Regions from separate parts of the Sus scrofa genome. Here region 1 is linked to region 2. A link is a contact called in public HiChIP or PLAC-seq data. All regions are on one chromosome and are shown on one strand. Each heading gives the region's core, a stretch centred on a gene start, on an enhancer-like site or on the middle of the called end of the contact. The rest is flanking DNA. Distances are from core to core; before and after follow the strand shown.

The links. HiChIP or PLAC-seq counts read pairs in DNA pulled down with a chosen protein or histone mark.
Region 1: a contact with region 2 is called in an H3K27ac HiChIP or PLAC-seq map of alveolar macrophages. The contact joins the promoter of WDR63 here to the promoter of C4H1orf52 in region 2. A contact is called at or near these places in 11 of 47 Hi-C or Micro-C datasets (brain, embryonic fibroblasts, epiblast stem cells and 6 more) and 1 of 2 datasets of contacts at active chromatin or transcription factors (alveolar macrophages).

What each region holds. Positions count from the first base shown.
Region 1 is chr4:130,824,516-130,828,127 of Sscrofa11.1, reverse strand. It overlaps WDR63 (WD repeat-containing protein 63), which reads left to right and starts at 1,300. Exons shown (of 20, transcript XM_021090352.1): 1 at 1,300-1,649.
Region 2 is chr4:130,657,821-130,661,660 of Sscrofa11.1, reverse strand. C4H1orf52 (UPF0690 protein C1orf52 homolog) reads right to left here and starts at 1,737. Exons shown (of 3, transcript XM_021090346.1): 1 at 1,409-1,737; 2 at 591-789. The coding sequence starts at 1,687. LOC106505545 (a long non-coding RNA gene) reads left to right here and starts at 1,812. Exons shown (of 3, transcript XR_001300083.2): 1 at 1,812-2,125; 2 at 3,199-3,430; 3 at 3,520-3,840.

The sequences.
Region 1 (3,612 bases), core at 51-2,550, 170 kb before region 2:
TTAGAAAAGGAAAATGACAGGATTTGGTGACGTCTTGACTGTGTGTGGTAGGAGTGACTCTGATTCCTAGCTTTGCAAACAAATGGACAATGGATAATATTACCTAAGGCAGAAAATAAAGAAAGAAAAAGGAAAAAAAGTTTCTGAAAGATACTTGAAATACACATTAAAGACAATAACTTGATTTTTGCTACTGCTAAGTTGTGATGCCTCTGGTACAGTAATTATTCCTTCAATATCTTTATTCACTTGTTCACTCAATATCTTTATTTAGCAGCAGCTATTAAACACCATGAACAAAGCTAGACATGTTTGGAGATATCTAAGCAGTAGTGGAAATTCAGCCTAAATGCATTAGGCTGGAGTATAGAAATGGGAGTCACTGATGTGTTAGGGGGGCCATTTAAAGCTAAGGGGAATAGATATAATGCCTCTAGGAAATCCTAAGAGTAAGTAAAGAAGAATTTTCAGGACTTCGGCCCTGGGGAAAACTAACCTTTCAAAGTCGTGGAGCCTGGGAAAAGTTTCACAAATCACAATGATAAGTCCTGCTCCTAGTTTAATTTTTTAAATGATTTGTTTAATAAAAATTATTTGCATTTTGCAAACACAAATTCTTCAGATATTGGAAAGAATGTGCATGATCTTCCTACATGTAAAATCATCTTAGGGTCATTAAATTATGAATCTATAACCCTATTGCCAATTATTTTCATTTAAATTAGGAGTAAGAAATTCAGACCAATTACAGCAGTCAATTGAATTACTTTATTATATTCTGCCAGAGTGCAAATTAGTCAGTTTTAATTATTTTTTTAAAGAAAAGGAAGGCAGGCAATAGTGTTCAGGGAGATGACCTTGACTGTATGATCCCATAGGACCCACAGCCATAGATAAAATGAGCCTCGGTGTTGCTGAGGGATTTGATCTTCTTCCCCTGAGACTGGTACTTCCAGTTTGACTCAAACTCTATACAGAAGTTATTTGGCAAGAAGATGTAACACATTAGAAGTTACATTTTGGCAAGAAGAAAATGTAACACATTAGAAGTTCTGGGACCGCAGGACACCTGATCAGCAAGATTTTCTCTCCTTCACCGGGATCAGAGGGCAGGTTCCTAGGAGGGGCCCAGGTGGCAGCTGGGGTAAAAAGGGCAGCAGCCAGAAACCTTCACGTTACCCTTCACTCCCTATTGCTAGAGACCACATCCTAGAAGCGTTCTCCTCTGGGTATGGTTGCACAGGGCGCGAGGCATGGAACAAGCCTGATAAATTTAGGGTCAGGCCTGGCGGCAGCCCTCGACATTGCACATCTCCTTCCTGGTTAGTGGGAAACTGCGGCCCTCCCTCTAGTTCAGGTTGAGTGGCGTCATCCTCAAGCAACCAATCACAAGCCTTCTCTGAAAGATACTGTTAGGGAGCGGGAACTGTATTGGGAGAGCTGCTCTGTCAATTTCAGTAGCGGACTTGCCTCTTTTCTCTTAGCAACAGATGCATCACAGCAACAGCCTGCCTGGGGAACTGCAGCTTAGGTTCCTGGGTCTTGTTTTTCTGAGAAAGGAGAGTCAAACTCCAGTCTCCAGCTCCCGAAGGAACTTTTCTCCAGAGCATTGCGAAGAGGTTTCTTTTCCTTCAGTTTAGCAGTTTCAGGTAAGGGAAGCTCTGAATCGGAAAGGAAGCTTGAAAAACAATATTTTACTCTTTCAAGGGCGTTTGGAACACTCGCTGTGCCAGCAATGTGCTAGATGAAGTGAAGACTACAAAAATGTACCAAATTTTCTCTGCTTTCAAAGAACTGCCAGCCTAGCCAGGAGACCAAAAAAAGCAACGAGAGAGCAGTTAACGACACTCTTAAGAACTTTGAGGGCAGGTACTGTTTTGCTCACAGGTTTTATATTCCCAGTGCCTATCTCAATGCCTGGCTCAGGGTGGAAAAAATAAATATGGGATGGATGGATGGATGGATGGGAAGGAAAACAGCATGATCCTGGTATAGGAGACCAAAGAAGAAAAGACTAATGTGGACTGAAGTGATTAGATGACTTCAGGACTTAAGAAAGGGCTGGAGTAAATGGAGTGAAACAGATGACCAGGGGAACACCAGCTCTTTGAAAGTAAGGACTTTGTCTTATTGCTCTAGCGCCCCCCAAGATCTGATTGCTGCTCAGTAATTTCTCTCTTCTCCACCGTGTATGTGCTGAGGCAGCTCTGCCTTTGCAGAAGCCTGGCATAATTAACTACTCTACAGCATGATTAGGAAATGTCGGGGAGAACAAAATTGTATCAGCCTCAGTGAGAAACTTATGGCGGCTTCAGAGAGTTCATGTTAGAGTTGAGCCTTTTTTTTTTTGGTCTTTTTGTCTTTTTTTTGTTGTTGTTGTTGTTGTTGCTATTTCTTGGGCCGCTCCTGCGGCATATGGAGGTTCCCAGGCTAGGGGCTGAATCGGAGCTGTAGCCACCGGCCTACGCCAGAGAGTATGAGCCTTTAAAAGTCAGATTTAAGCAGGCAGAGAAACATGGCATCATGTGGAGCAGGAGCCGTCTGGAGGGAAGAGGGCTCTCCCTCTCTGTTTGGAGAGTGGATAATATCCTAGGAGGCTGGAGTAGAACTGGAAGGGTGAATGTGGAGAGACTAAAGGTGGTTCTTACAAGTTTGGACTCTATCCTGTTTTGCAAATTCTGGTCTGCAGACCACTGGTGCGAGACTGCCTCGTGCTGGTTTTAACAATGCTGAGTCCCAAGTTCACTCAGACCTGCTAAACACAATGGGTCCAGGAAACTTGCATTTCAAAGGAATTCCACTTCTACTCTGCCGGAGGAGAATCCCTCTGTGCCTGCTAGGCATCCATATTATAGTCCCAGTATACGGGGAAGTGACTTCTTCAGATCTGCATTTTAGAAAGAGAATTCTGAAGGCCTGTCCTGTGGGTGACTGTTCTGGTTGGAACAGAGGCAGAGTGGAAAGTTAAACGTTCACAGTCTAGTCGAAGGGGAATCTGTGGACAGAAAAAGAATACATGTTTATTTTTACTAATTGCTAATTGAAATGTCTGTATTTGATAACAAACTACAGTAGTATTGGCAGAACCTGTGACTTTGTCACCAAAAAAATTAGAGCTCTTTTCATGTAACATCATAGATGTTATAGATATATTATTTATGCTCTTCTCTTCTTTAAAATTAAGGCAGTAATTGGAACCGCTGCTAGATCTTATTATTTAATGTATTAATAAAGAGGCAAGTAAATTATTATTTCATAATTTTTACGAGTTTGATAACTGTATTTCAATATAATCTATCTTCCTTGTAATGCCATGTTTTTATCTGATGCACGGGCCTCACTAGGCTGCCAAAGGTGTTCAGGGCACAAAATAGTCAGGAACTCCTGGTAGAGGAGGGTGTGTTGAGTGCCTGAACCAGAGGGTGTGGTCAGAGAGGAAGGCTTGGGATTCAGGAGCCATTTCAAAGGGAGAAGCGATGATTTAGCATCTACTTGAATATGTAAATATCTAATCTTGGAAAGGAATGGGTTAGAGGAGGAGAAAGAAGAATAGAAGACGAATCAATATTGTGGGAAGAGTTATCTCTGGTAGATAAGTCTTGGGCCCTTCTG
Region 2 (3,840 bases), core at 488-2,987:
GGGTCTAATCAGAGCTGTTACTGCCGGCCTACACCACAGCCACAGCCACAGCCACAGCCACGCCAGATCCAAGCCGGGTCTGTGACCTACACCACAGCTCGTGGCAACGCCAGATCCTTAACCCACTGAGCGAGGCCAGGGACTGAACCCGAAACCTCACGGTTCCTCGTCAGATTCGTTCCCGCTGCAACCTGACGGGAACTCCTGTTGTTATTGGTTTTTTTGGTAAAGCACAACTGTTTTGACATAAAATGAAGCCTTCAGCACTTCACAACTGCAACCATCACAAAGAGTCCATGGAATAACTCATGCACCTCTAATAGGCCATCAAAAATCACACACACTATTGGCTGAGATATCAGAGTTCACTCTATGATTTCTCTACAACACAGCAAATACTGCTGAGATAGGAGAGACTTCAAAGTCAAATACACGTGACTCTTCTCAAAAACATAGCGAAAAGTATCCAAAGGCCATCATAATGTGGTCGCTAACTCACTGGATTGAAGTTCCAATCATTCAATAGCTCCTCCTTTTAAAACCTGCCACAGGGATCAAGAGGTGTCACCAGCGAGCCTGACTCTCCTTACCTGACTCCACGGTCTCCTCCCCTTCGGGCAGAAGCCTAGCTTTCTTAGCACTCGGTGGGGCATCGTCACCATTGTCCTCGTATATGTTAGACCATTTTATCGCCATGTCCAGCTCTGGAGGCGGAGGTTTCTTCTCAGCAGAGTAGGTCTCCGGAGGAGATACATAGTTGGACTTCCAAACTTTGAATTCCTTTGGAGGCTGTTGAGCAAACACATGAAGAAGCACTGTGACGAACCGAGGTCCCTAGAATCGGTATGGACACATGCACCTCCCTGCCGTGCGCTCAGCGTTCGGGCTGATTTTTTTTTTTTTTAAAGGTTTAAAGACACACTTTGCCATCAAATTCACAATACTGCTAAGTGAAAAGCCAAAGGGTTCCCTAGACGAATAAAGCTAATAACTTTTAGTTACCAAGGAAGAATCCAGTCTCAGAGATACTACGCCAAGGCCGACCCCTTCAGGAGGCTGCAGCAGACACTGTCTTGGAGGCAGCACCGCAGGCACTTCGGCGTCAAAGGGAAGGGGTCTCGGGGAGAAGCTGCAGCGGGGGGCGGGGGAGTCACCACCGTTAGTGCTCGCCGCGCGGGGTCGGGGCACCGAGCGCGGAGGTCGGGTCTCCTGGCAGGGGCGGGGCTGCGGGGCCGGTCCGACACCCACCGGGCTGGGGCAGGGGCCCGGGCTCCCCAGGGCTGGACGCGGCGAGGGCGTGCGGCATCCCGCGGGGTGACTGCGTGTGGGGGACGGAAGCCGGTCCCCAAAGGGGCTGCGGGAGGGGGAGGCCGGGACCCAGCTCGGGAAACGGGGGCGGGGAGCTCACCTCCTCCGGCGCCTTGACCACGTGCCGCTCCCAGTCTATCTGCTTGTTGAGCGGGTTGTAGAGAAAGGCCGGGCGAGTCACGCTCCGGAACAGCTCGTCGGGGCCAGGCAGCCGCTTCTCCGCCAGGTTCCCGCAGCCGCCCGCCGACGTCGCCGGATCCGGGGCCCTGCGACTCGTTTCCTCCGGCTCGCTGTTGTCCTCCTCGCTCGAGGAGCCTGAGCTGCTGCTGCTGCCATAGGCCGCGAAGTAGCTCAGGGGATCCTTCTCCTCCGCAGCCATGACTGCCCAGCCGGTCGAGGGCGGGCTCCGCCGGAAGCCGGAAGCCGGAAGCCGCTCCAGGGCCCTCCCCTCAGTCGGCCCCGCCCCGTCTCCCGGAAGGGGGCGGGACCTGCGCCCCCTGGCGGCTGCGCCGCGTTCCTGCGCGCGCCGGGAGGCGGGTTGGAGGCGTGGTCGCGCACACCCCCAGGCCTGAGCTGCTAAAGCCCTTTCCACCCAGCTCTGGGCAGAGACCCGCAGGTCCGGAGTCCGTGGTCCCAAGCAGACGCTCAGCGGTCAGTAAGATTTTATTAAAGGCTCAGAACTAAGCATTTCGTCTTTTCGCCGCCACCTTAAAGCCCTTGCCCAGAGAGTCCAGGCTTTCTGATCCCGCTGCATCTCTTCTTCAGAACAAAATGCCTCTGGATGCTTCTGCTCAGTCGTCCTGGAATAGCTCTGTGGGTAAGTGGACCTATCAAGTTCCACACTGATCCTCTCCTGCTTGACCTCATTCCAGCGCACCTTGAGCAGCCCCCTGATGGAACTGCTCTCGGATTGCATCCGCTCCACTCCGGGGGTCCTCCAGACTCTCTGGCTTCTTATTTATTGTCAGCCTGCTTTGTGCCATATGCCCTTAAACGATGGTGTTTTCTAACATATCATACCATCGTTCAGCAATACTCACTAACGATCTGTAGAGGTGTTACAAAGGTGCAGGTCAGACCATCCCTTTCCAAGGCATTCATGCTTGTGACTCCCAAATCTAGGTCTCCGGCTCCCATCTCTCCTCCCCAAGTTCTGGACTGGACCTCAACTTGGCTCTAAAACTTTCCATATGGAGATTGTACTGGGGTCTCAAATGTCCATTTAAGGGTCAGCAACTGGTCTTTCTTACAATTTGTTTCTGCATTTGTGTTCCCTCTTAGTAGATGACCTGTGCCTAGCCACCGAGGAAACCAGAAATCTTTGACTCCTCCTGGTGAGCTCAGAGGGAATGATACCCGAATGAGGGCAGTACAGTTGGTGTAGTGTAGGTGTTCACAGGTCCCATTTAAGGATGCCTGTTCATTTCCATGATGCACTCATCTCCAGGAGGCAGAGGATGTGTCTGTTTTATTCACTTCTCTTTCCCAGTCCTATAGCACAATGTCTGTGAACTTCTTCAGGGGAGGTGGATTTTGCTTTGTTTTTATATTCCTAGTACCCAGCTCAGTGCCTATCACTGCATAGAAGATCAAAACATATTGTGGATTATAATAATTTATGAAGGTGTAGGTCTGAGTGTTTTTCAGAAATTTCCACCCAAGTACCTAAGGTGACAGAGGAAAGTGACAAAGGAAACTGCACTTTGGGAGTCCCCAGAGCATCCTCAGGTTGGATAATTTGCTAGAAGCACTCAGAGAACTCACTGAATGCTGCTTTATTCATGATCATGGTTCGTTGTAGAGAACAAGGATTAAAATCAGCCGCGGGAGGACGTGTGGGGGCAGAGTGTGGATCCCTCCCCATGCACAACTCTGGTCTTCTTCTCCCAGCGGAGGTGTAGACCGTGCTGACTTGTGCTGCAAAGACATGCGAAGCCCACAGGGGAGGATCGCCCAAGCCTTGGCGTCGGGAGTTCTTGCCGGGGACTGGTCCTGTAGACTCGGTTGATCCCCATGCGGCCGACCTCAGTCTCCAGCCCCTCCAGAGGTCAAGGTGATAGATTTCAGCCCAAAGCCCCAGGAGCATAACCTTTTTTGGAATCTAGTATAATATCTTGAAAAGGTATGCAAATGTCTAATACATATTTTAAAGTGCTTATCATTGAGTAAAACTGAGATTCTTTTTTTTTTTTTTTTTCTTTTCTTTCTTAGGCTATGCCAAAGTTCCTGGGCCAGGGATTGAACCCACGCCACAGCAGTGACAGTGCAAGATCCTTAACCCACTGAGCCACCAGGGAACTCCAAAACTGACCTTCTAAGAAGATAACTACACTTATCTTGTGGCTTTAAAAACTGGCCCAGGAATTCCCACTGTGGTGCAATGGGATTGGTGATTGGAGGCATCTCTGCAGCACTGGGACACAGGTTTGATCCCTGGCTCAGCACAGTGGATCAAGGATGCGGTGTTGCCGCAAGTGCGACATGGGTCACAACTGCGGCTTGAATCTGATTTCCCCGGGAACTCCAGATGCC